Linked DNA regions of Sus scrofa: region 1 is linked to region 2. Evidence: chromatin contacts called from public HiChIP or PLAC-seq data. All regions are on one chromosome and are shown on one strand. The core of a region is the stretch at or near the end of the contact, and the rest is flanking DNA. Distances in the headings are between cores, read along the strand shown. Region 1 overlaps PTAFR (platelet-activating factor receptor). Region 2 overlaps EYA3 (eyes absent homolog 3).

Region 1 (5,146 bases), core at 332-2,831, 140 kb after region 2:
CCAGGGAGTTATTGTTATGTGACCATGGATAATCATTTCTTTCCTTGATATTTGTTTTCCTTATCTGAAAGATGGAAGAATGTAGGGCTTCACGTTCTATGTCATGAAGAAGGTCTGCAGAGGAAGTCAGTGCGATAGGATGGAAAGGGCATGGCCTTCAGAAACCACCGAGCCCATCACTGTGTGGCCTTGGGGGAGCACTTCAGTCTCTCAGCTTGTTTGTTTTCTGTTTTTCGTTTTTTCCTTTTTTTTTTTTTCTCTTTTCTTTGTCTTTTTGTCTTTTTAGGGCCGCACCCGCAGCATATAGAGGTTCCCAGGCTAGGGGTCTAATCAGAGCTATAGCTGCTGGCCAACGCCAGAGCCACAGCAACGTGGGATCCAAGCCAGGTCTGTGACCTACACCACATCTCATGGCAACACCAGATCCTTGACCCACTGAGTGAGGCCAGGGATCAAACCTGCAACCTCATGGTTCCTAGTCGGATTCCTTAACCACTGCGCCACAAGGGAACTCCACTCAACTTGTTTTAAATGAAGTGGCCAGGCCTCACTGAGAAGGGACTACTTAAGAAAAGTCTTCTTTTGGAGTTTATTTTTGTGCATGGTGTGAGGGTGTGTTCTAGTTTCATTGCTTTGCATGCAGCTGTCCAGGTTTCCCAGCAATGCTTGCTAAATAGACTTTCTTTTTCCCATTTTATGTTCTTGCCTCCTTTGTCAAAGATTAATTGACCACAGGTGTCAAGGTTTATTTCCAGATTCTCTATTCTGTTCCATTGGTCTGTCTGTCTGTTTTGGTACCAATACCACACTGTTTTGATGACTGTGGCTTTGAAACAATCCAAATGTCCATCGACAGATGATTGGATTCGGAAGATGTGGTATATATACACAATGGAATACTACTCAGCCATAAAAAAGAATGACATAATGCCATTTGCAGCAACATGGATGGAACTAGAGAATCTCATACTGAGTGAAATGAGCCAGAAAGACAAAGACAAATACCATATGATATCACTTATAACTGGAATCTAATATTCAGCACAAATGAACATCTCAGAAAAGAAAATCATGGACTTGGAGAAGAGACTTGTGGTTGCCTGTTGGGAGGGGGAGGGAGTGGGAGGGATTGGGAGCTTGGGTTTATCAGACACAACCTGGAATAGATTTACAAGAAGATCCTGCTGAATAGCATTGAGAACTATGTCTAGATACTCATGTTGCAACAGAAGAAAGGGTGGGGGAAAAACTGTAATCGTAATGTATACATGTAAGGATAACCCGACCCCCTTGCTATACAGTGGGAAAATTAAAAAAAATAAAAAAATAAAAATAAATAAAATAAAATATCAGGAACAAAAAAAAAAAGAAAGAAAAAGAAAAGTCTTCTTTTTCTTTTTCTTTTTCTTCTTTTGCGGAACCAGAGAATGCAGAAGTTCAAGGGATCTTGGGCCAGGGATCCAATCCAAGCCACAGCAGTGACAGCACCAAATCCTTAACCGCTAGGCCACCAGAGAACTCCCTGAGCAAGGTCTTAAAAGAGATGAGGGCATGAGTCATATGGATATTGGGGCCAGGGGGGAACAACCCAGGCAGAGGAAAGAGTCAGCTCTATCTATAGGTAATGACGTGAGGTCCCCTCCACTCAGCGACTGTTAACTACCCACTCCCCCCTTTCCTTCCTCTGGCAGAAATGTCAGGATCCAGGTGACCACTTAATATACCCTCTAGCTTCAGCAACAATGACAGTCTGGCTTCAGAAGTTCAGAAGTTCTTTGTTCACGTACACCTGCCACCTGCAGGAGTGCCTTCCCTAACTCATCATAGGAGCCTCAGCCTTCGAAAATCATTGCTGCTGTGGCTTTGGCCCACATGGGGAGCACAGGAGCCCTCAGAGAGCAAGATGGGGCTCTCACTAACTGCTATGCCTCTCAAGGAACCCCTACCCCAGCACACATCATAGCTAGGATGGTGCCTAGGGTGCAGTTACATGGGGAGAGGAGAGAAGGGAAGGGTGCAGTTACATGGGGAGAGGAGAGAAGGGAAGGGACCCATTTTTACTAAGGCAAATCTGGGTTCAAATATTATTCTGCCACTAACTAGCTCACGTACCCTTAGAAATCACTGAAGCCCTCTGAGCCTCAATTTTCCCATCTGTAAAATGAGCATGAAAATATCAATTCTGCACAGTGGCTGTGAGAGCTCAATGAGATAAGATTCGTGAAAGTGGCAGCAAACATCTGGGGCTTACCAAAAAGTAGGCCCCTTTCCCTCTGTACCAAGAATGTGGGAGGCATTCACATTCTTAGTTCAGGTCCTAATTATTTTATTCACTTTGATGGGGACTGAATCTCCTTTCAAGGAGGTTATGAGGTTATAGTGAGACAGCAGGTAAAAATTATGCTTAGCATAGTTGCTGAACCAAAACAGGTTCTCCCTAGGTGTTTGGATACCTGGATGGATGGGGGAGAGAGGGAGGGAGGGAAGGAGGGATGGATGACTGGGTAGACGGGAAGATGATTGCTGCTAGGATATCAGGGGAAACATGATTTGTATTACAGAAATACCAAGTCTGCCCAAAAATCGAATCTTTCAACAAGAGGGTTTTATTGTATCTGTTTGTGGCCTTGAGTCTCAAGCACAGATATAAGATAAATGAGGAAAAACAGGCACAAACGTGCCCAGTTCTAGTCAACCACGGCCTATACATTCTACTCTTGTGTTTATGACTCACCTTGATGAGGTAAGGGGCCAGGTCCTCCCTGAGCCAATGTCCTCTAAGTGGGATCACTGGTAGTTCCCTGGGTCACGGCTGAGATCAGGAAGAAATGCAGGGGGAGGACTTCTTGATATGCAAGACGGCTTGAAAATCCTGACTGGTGATGCTTCATAGAAAGAATTACAGCGCAACCTTTCCCATAATCCTGTCTCCATTGCAAGAAGGGAGAAGCACAGCCAGCTCTGTGCTCACTGCAGCTCTGCACTATGTAATTTCTGCAATCACAGAGCCCCTCTGAGTCCCGTATTTCTAATAGCAAGATGAAGGGATTGGATCCTCCCAGCTCCAGAATGTTCTGATCCTCTAAAAATCCCTAACATCTTCCTTTAAAATATTACATGGATCTTTGGAAGAATACACCTTAAAGTCTTTCTGCATCCGTCCCTAAAGAGTCTCCTTAAACCCCTTCAAGTAAGTGCATGTATATGTCAATGAGTCTGTTTATGCATTACCTTGGGGGAACAGCAAGCTTTGAGACACACACAGCTCAATTCTAGGCCTTGCGTGGATACATTGATAATTACGATTCAATTCCTTCAACTACACTTCAAAAAAAAAAAAAAAAAAAAGATTCGGTTCCTATCCCCAGGAAAGACAGATGTTGAAATGGATAAACTTCAGTAACCATAGCAATTATGCTATAAAAAAGTTGCACCTTCCCAGACCTAAAATGTTATTAGGAGACAGCCAATTACCCTGTTTGGAGGAATCCAGGAAGGCTGCCTGGAGGAGGTATACTAGGCTAAGTCAAAAAGAAGAGGAAGCATCCGAGAAAGTCACAGCCAGGCAGATGTCACAGGGGGAGTAAAGCTGGTTGTGTTCATAGTGGTACGGAGACCAAAAGGGCCCTAGCATGGGCTACAACCTAAAATACTTCTCCCACCCATCTGGGCCCTGGGTGGGAGTGAGACCCTGGCCTGTGTGCTGGGGCAACCTTCTGGGAGAAGCAAGGGGGCCATCACAAGTCACTACCTCAGAACTGCCTTTTTATTGAGCCCTTACTGAATGCAGACTCTTTGTGCTTTATCTCCATCACAGCCATGTTCCCTGAAGTGTGCTGTGCAAGTCTATAGGGCAGGTGAGGTGACAGTAGCCAGGACACCAAGAACACTATGACTTTAACACTTATGCATTATGTTTATGTTTACCGTCTATGTGTGGCAGGTGGCACTCATTTTCATTTACAATTTAGTTCTAAAGCATCCTTTAAAACAGGTTTAAATTTTAAAAAGTGGCTTGAATTAGAGATAAATATTTATTGAATCAAAATACAGATGGAACATTGCAAAAATTACAAGGGGGATACACAAACAGCTGAAATTCCAGAATCACCGCACTTTAATATATAAGCATTTATCTCCTTCAGAGATCTTTTGCTTGTAAGAAATAGATACTCAAATCAGCATAAGCAAAATAAGAGAATATATCCTAACAAGGGAATCTCACAAGAATCCAAAGGAGGCAGTGCATGAGTTTTGGGAAGGGCTGGGCCTGGAGGAAAGGAGCCAGCAGGCCCTGGAAGTGCCACCACCTTCTCTCTCCAGGCCCTACAGTGCCCCCTGCCCACCCCCACTCCGCTTTTCTCTGCACATCTACCTCCATCTCCTTTCTGAGCAGAGCTGTTTTCTCTACAAAGTTCAGGCAAGTGCCTCCCCTACCAGCCACAAACACACACACACACACACACTCACAGCTCAAGAGTTTATATATCTTCAGGTAAGTGGCCCACGGAGCCTGAAAGAGCATCCCTTGGAGTTCCCGTCGTGGTGCAGCGGAAACGAATCCGACTAGGGACCATAGGGTTGCAGGTTCAATTCCCGGCCTTGCTCAGTGGGTTAAGGATGCGGAGTCGCTGTGAGCTGTGGTGTATGTCGCAGACACGGCTCGGATCTGATGTTGCTGTGGCTATGGTGTAGGCCGATGGCTATAGCTCAGATTAGATCCCTAGCCTGGGTACCTCCATGTGCCACAGGTGCGGCCCTCAAAAGACAAAAAGAAAGAAAGATAGAAAGAAAGAAAGAGAAAAGGAGAGAGAGGGAGAGAGAGGGAGGGAGGAGGGAAGGAAGAAAGAAAAGAAAGAAAGCATCCCTGAATCTTGCCACTTATTCCTGAGAGAGAACACGACTGGCCCCACTAGAGCCAGGAGCTCACCCTTCAGCTGCCCTCAGAGGATTAGGGGGAACAAATTCTCAAAAAAAGGGAAAATGTGGGATGAGCACTCACCCTGAGCAAGAAGTGTCTGCTCCTCGTAACAACTCTATGAGGTAGGAAATTCAGCTCACAGTCCCTGGGCAGGAAGTGGCAAAGCCCTGACGTGAAGCTTGGTCTCTGTGATACCAAAGTTCAAGTACTCGGCTCGGTCCCTCT
Region 2 (4,971 bases), core at 345-2,844:
TCTGTCAAGATTTTTTTTATGGCCGCACCTGTAGCATACGGAAGTTCCTGGGCTAGGGGTTGAATCAGAGCTGCAGCTGCAGGCCTACACCACAGCCACAGCAACTCAGAATCTGAGCCTTGTCTGTGAACTACATGTGGCAACATGGGATCCTTAACCCACTGAGCAAGGCCAGGGACCAACCAACATCCTCATGGATACTAGTCGTGTTCCTAACCTGCTGAGCCACAATGGGAACTCCTAACAAACTTGTTTTTGAAGAATACAAAACCTCTTGATTTGCTCATTTTAACCTGCCACTGGAAAGATTCTTGAGAAACCTGCAGATGTTATACTTATTGCAGGGGGCGATGGAGATGTTTTCTCTTGGGCTTGAAAAGGAATCAGTCTCTAATACTTGTACTTCTGACCAAGGAAGGATACAGCAGTTAAGTTTGCTTCAACCACAGTATGGCTCAAAATGTAAAATAGAAGGCAACCCCCTCTTTTCTGGGGGGAATTAATTTGGGAAAAAATACATCTTAAGAGTCTGATCCATATGGTACTTGGGAGCTAGAACCCAATTCTAATCTCCTTCATTGGAATAAAAAGTAAAAGAATTCATTCTTGGCAAGACCAATGAACAGTAAGATTCAAATCTAAAGAAATGAAAATAGAAAAAGTAGTTGATGTGACATGAAAACAAGCCAAATCAAAGTTTGATACCAAGTGTCAGTTTTATTGCTTTTGCATTTTAAGCTCAGCACAACAAGGTATTGATTTCTTTAGTTATTAAATTTCAGCACATTTGACAACAAATCTCTTGGCATTCCAGTCCTAAACTTTGAAAAGCAATATATTTTAGAAACAATTAAGAAATAAACTTTTTCTTGCAAATTATTTAAAAATAATCTTCTCGTGTACATTTATTTATACCAAATGGGGTTTTTGTATGCGTGTGTGTGAAATTAATGACTCAGTTATTGGTAGGGTGCCAACTTTCTAATGAGCTCTTCAGATTTCTTGTAAATATCCTACTTAGGAGCCTATTCAGCTGGGCTGATCCTACTCAGAAAAGACACAGGAGCAAACCATATAGAAAATAAAAACTTTATTTTTTCAAGTTTATAAGATAGTTCCCATTACATATAACATGGTCAAGGACTCTACAGCCACAAATGCCCGCAGTCACATAAATATATCCAATCAATGCCTTTTCCTGCTAAGTGAGGCATTTGAAGTCCAGAGCGTTGTGTTTTGAGTGGAAGTCGTCCATAACGGGATGGCTTCCATCAGTGCATTGGGAACTAGCCAAGGAGGGCTGTTGACTCAGAGGAGAGGAAGGGACAGAGGGCCTGCTGATTGGAGGTGGGACAGAACTAGATCTTCTCTCATGGTTTAAGATGTTTTAAAACGTCAGAATTCAGATTTGGCTTCTACAGTATACCTGGGGAGTTCTAACTTTGGGATGAAAAAGGAAACCAGTTTAGTGGCAACAAACAGAAGCCTGCGCAAGAGGGGTCCTAACTGGCCCCTTCTGCAGGATCGAGGAGAGACGGTCCGGAGCTCACCACCCGCAGCTTGGACCGTCACTCTCCCAGCAAGAGGGAGAACAAGGCTCCGCCCCTCTACTCCTCTCCCCCATGGTTCAGTGACACTGACACCCATGCAAGGTACTGAACATCTAGGAGCTCCATATGCTACAGGTGGAGCTTGCCAGTGAGATTCTGCTTGGAGCTTTAATGTGAACAAGGTTGTGTGAACTGCGAACAAGCTGTGGCACAAGTCTCCTGGGACACTAGCTTAGCCCCCCGCAACTTGCAGAGCAGAAGACAGGAACCCCCCAAACCAAATAAAAGCCCAAAGAGGCATTTAAGTCTGGAGCAGGCATCCATTCTCCTGGACACCACCAGCTGCCCCAGGGGCACCAGACAGGGTGATGCTAAGGCACAGTCAGTTTTACATTCGAAAGTAAAGCCTCCTCTAAAACCCAGGACTCACCTGACACTCCACACCCGCTAGTAGAGATGATCAGTCCTAACCATGAAATGTGTAGACCCATCTTACAGAACTCACAGTGGCCAGCGAGGAAAGGATTTCACCATGTGGCTTATTTCATGGGTCCTCTTTCTGGTAAAGAGGCCTTCCCCCTTGACAAAAAGACCCACAGTATCCTGTGGAGCTCAGCCTCCAAGAGCTCTTGGTCCTGCCCACTTCTCTTCCTCTCCAGATCTCTGGGCTGGGGAGGAAGAAAACACAGGGTCAAAGAACAGCACTGTTCCCTGGACAGTTCATTTTGGCAAAGAGGAGCCAGGGAGTTCTCATTTTCTGTCTGCCCTCTAAACAACCAGAAAAGAGCAAAGGTGGCACTGCTCAGAGCTTCCTCCCCTCCTAACCAATTTCAAGTTCCTTTTGCAAAGATCTAAGCTGTGCAATCAGAGAAGGAGGGAAAAGGCCCTTGAAAAAGGAGTCCAAGTCATATTCTAGGAATAAAGAGCTTCTCCCAAAGGGCAGGGAGAGGAAAAGTGTGTGTGTGTGTGTGTACCTGTGCGCATGATGCGGGTACCGCTTTGCATCCACACAAGCCTGATGCACAGCACAAATAGGATGGCCTATGTCCAGGTAAGAAACCCACAGCTAAACTGCCAGTATGGGGAGGGCTTGGGGCCTGGAAGTAAAGACCCACCCCAGAGCTTTCTAAGATCAATTATGAAGCAAGGCATCTGGGCAACTATGGTGAACCCAGACCAAGAAGGTCCACCTCAGATTATGTATCCCCCGTCCAAAGGAAACAGGCCAAGAGCCAGCTAAGTAATGAGCACTGACTTCAGCTCCTCTCCAAAAACCTCTTCCCTAAAACTGAGTCATGAAGCCCTTTCTCAGTCAGTTCTGAAGGAATGTAGATACCAGCCTTTCTGGGTGATCTGGCATTGGAAGGAGTCTGGCCCCTTTGTGCTACATCATCTCTGGAAATGGCTATGCAGAATCTCTGAGCACAAGCAGTTAACAGTATGGGTTGGTCAAGAATGCCACCACCAAGGACCCAGACTGCTTCTCTCCGAGGTGCTTATATAACCATCTCTCTGTGCAACCTGGGAGAGGCTGAACTTCCTCAGCTCTAGGGAAGTTTATTTCGCCGAGCAGACGCCCAGCTTGGTCTTGGAGGGACGGGGCATCTGCACACACAACTGGGCTAGAAGGATGGGACTAGTGCCTGGGTACCCACCAATCTCCCCGGAGGTCAGGCTGAGAGATGTTCTTGCATTTGGCCCAAGATTAAAGTTTTCAGGCATGGAATAGAGGGTCCACAACCCCATTTAAATCAGGGAAGTCTTTTTGGCTTTCTGGTTTCCCATTTTAGAATGGGATTTGAGAAGCAGGAAGGGTGTTCCATGGGAAAACTTGGTTTGGATCATAGCAATCTGCTCTTCAGTTTCAGGCCAAAATCTGGGTAAATATACGCCCAGAACATCTTCATAGGGCTTAAAGGATTCAAAGGAATTCAAATCCCTTAGCAGTTTTGGCCATAATGTGGTTATGAGTCTGTTCTCAGACTTGATTTGACTACTTGGGTCTGAAGCCCAGGGACTGGCCAGAGTGGCATGGAAGTGGATGTGAGGTACAGATGGCAGGAAAGGGGCAGCGGTCCAGCAATGACGACAAAGAATGGGGAAGGCTGGGGGGGGGCACACATCTGTTGGGGAGGGGTGCTTCTCTGTGGGGAAAAAAAGGTGGAATCTTCCTGTTTCAAGAGCCAAAGAAGTGGGAATTCCTAAGAAGCTCTAGTTCCTTCTCTCCAGTTTGGAGGTAAGCCTCCTGGGGCATCATCTCTAAGAGTCAAGCTGAAGGCTTATAATTTACTGTCTCAAAGAAGGAGTTGCTAGGATTGTGCCATTTGGTGAAAGGGGAAGAGGGACTGGGAAGGGGACTGAAGCTTCTAGGATACAGCAAACAGCAAAGCCTAAAGTTAATCAGTGTCCCGTGCCCCCAGCAAACCAGGAGATGGAAGAGTGGCAAGGGAGCCACCTAGAGAGCAGACCAATGGAGCAGCTGAGGAGGTGCTACTGTCACAGAGAGGTATCTCAGATATTTCAGTTACGATTTTCCAAGGAAACATTACATACCCCTTTCCTGCTAGAAAAGAAAAGGGGCAGGAAATCTGCTTCAGAGACCAGACCCTTACCTATAAAAAAACATATACATTCACTGGGAATATGTTCTACAGCTAAGGAGGTTATAAAGACTGCAAGAGATGTTATTATAAAAGTCTGCTGTGTTTTATCCTATCACCACAAGTTAACAGCAGTTCTCAACCCGGTCATGGACACAGAGTGCAACTCTGCCCCAAGAATTTCCTTTTCTTTTTCTTCATTTTTGGAAACAAAATAAAACAAAACAAAAAACCTAGAAGAATTAAAAGCACTGTAGCTGCGGTGAGTCTATTGTTCTCTCAATCCAACTGTCTCCCGCTCCTGCACGAGGATGAACAAGGCGCTGCAGCTCACTCTTAGCAAAAACAAGCTTCGTCTCTTGCAGCTGTTGGTTTTGATTGTGTGCTCGCCAGCATTCCACGGAGAGAGAGAAAGTTCCCAGTTGGTTCCAGTCTCTAGCTCCCTTCAGGAGGGAAAAGGAGCTCGGGGGAAGGCTCTTCGTTCCAGTTCTTAGAGAAAATCAAGCTCCAAAGCCTGGTGGAGGGACACGAGGTCTCCGTGGTTTGTGATCCTCCAGAACGGCATGTTGTGCTGACGGGAGGGGAGGCAGGGAGCTGGTCAACCAACTTCTTTTGAGAGCTTACATTTACCCATCCCTCTTCCTCCCCAGACCTCTCCCCAGAGTACCTGGTAACCCTCTCTACTCCTGCCCACCTGTCATAAGGATCAAATAAGTCATACGTCTAAGGACTTTGTATACTATAGGACACCTACAAATGTGAGAGATTTTTATTAGGTTTCAGTGGCAACTCTTTTTATAAGAGATATATTTGTCCTAGCT

Evidence for each region. HiChIP or PLAC-seq counts read pairs in DNA pulled down with a chosen protein or histone mark.
Region 1: an H3K27ac HiChIP or PLAC-seq map of alveolar macrophages shows a contact between it and region 2. The contact joins two enhancer-like sites. A contact is called at or near these places in 1 of 47 Hi-C or Micro-C datasets (alveolar macrophages) and 1 of 2 datasets of contacts at active chromatin or transcription factors (alveolar macrophages).

What each region holds. Positions count from the first base shown.
Region 1 is chr6:85,231,375-85,236,520 of Sscrofa11.1, forward strand. It overlaps PTAFR (platelet-activating factor receptor), which reads right to left. Exons shown (of 3, transcript XM_021095662.1): 3 at 4,016-5,146. Among named protein-coding and RNA genes, the nearest start is that of PTAFR, 38 kb to the right of the region's middle. Within about 2 kb of position 1,582, at least 3 of the 83 cell types and tissues checked have an H3K27ac peak or open chromatin away from gene starts, as enhancers often do. A contact at or near this core is called in alveolar macrophages, where this site is marked.
Region 2 is chr6:85,094,712-85,099,682 of Sscrofa11.1, forward strand. It overlaps EYA3 (eyes absent homolog 3), which reads right to left. Exons shown (of 18, transcript XM_021095661.1): 18 at 698-4,721. The coding sequence ends at 4,641. Among named protein-coding and RNA genes, the nearest start is that of XKR8, 13 kb to the left of the region's middle. Within about 2 kb of position 1,595, at least 13 of the 83 cell types and tissues checked have an H3K27ac peak or open chromatin away from gene starts, as enhancers often do. A contact at or near this core is called in alveolar macrophages, where this site is marked.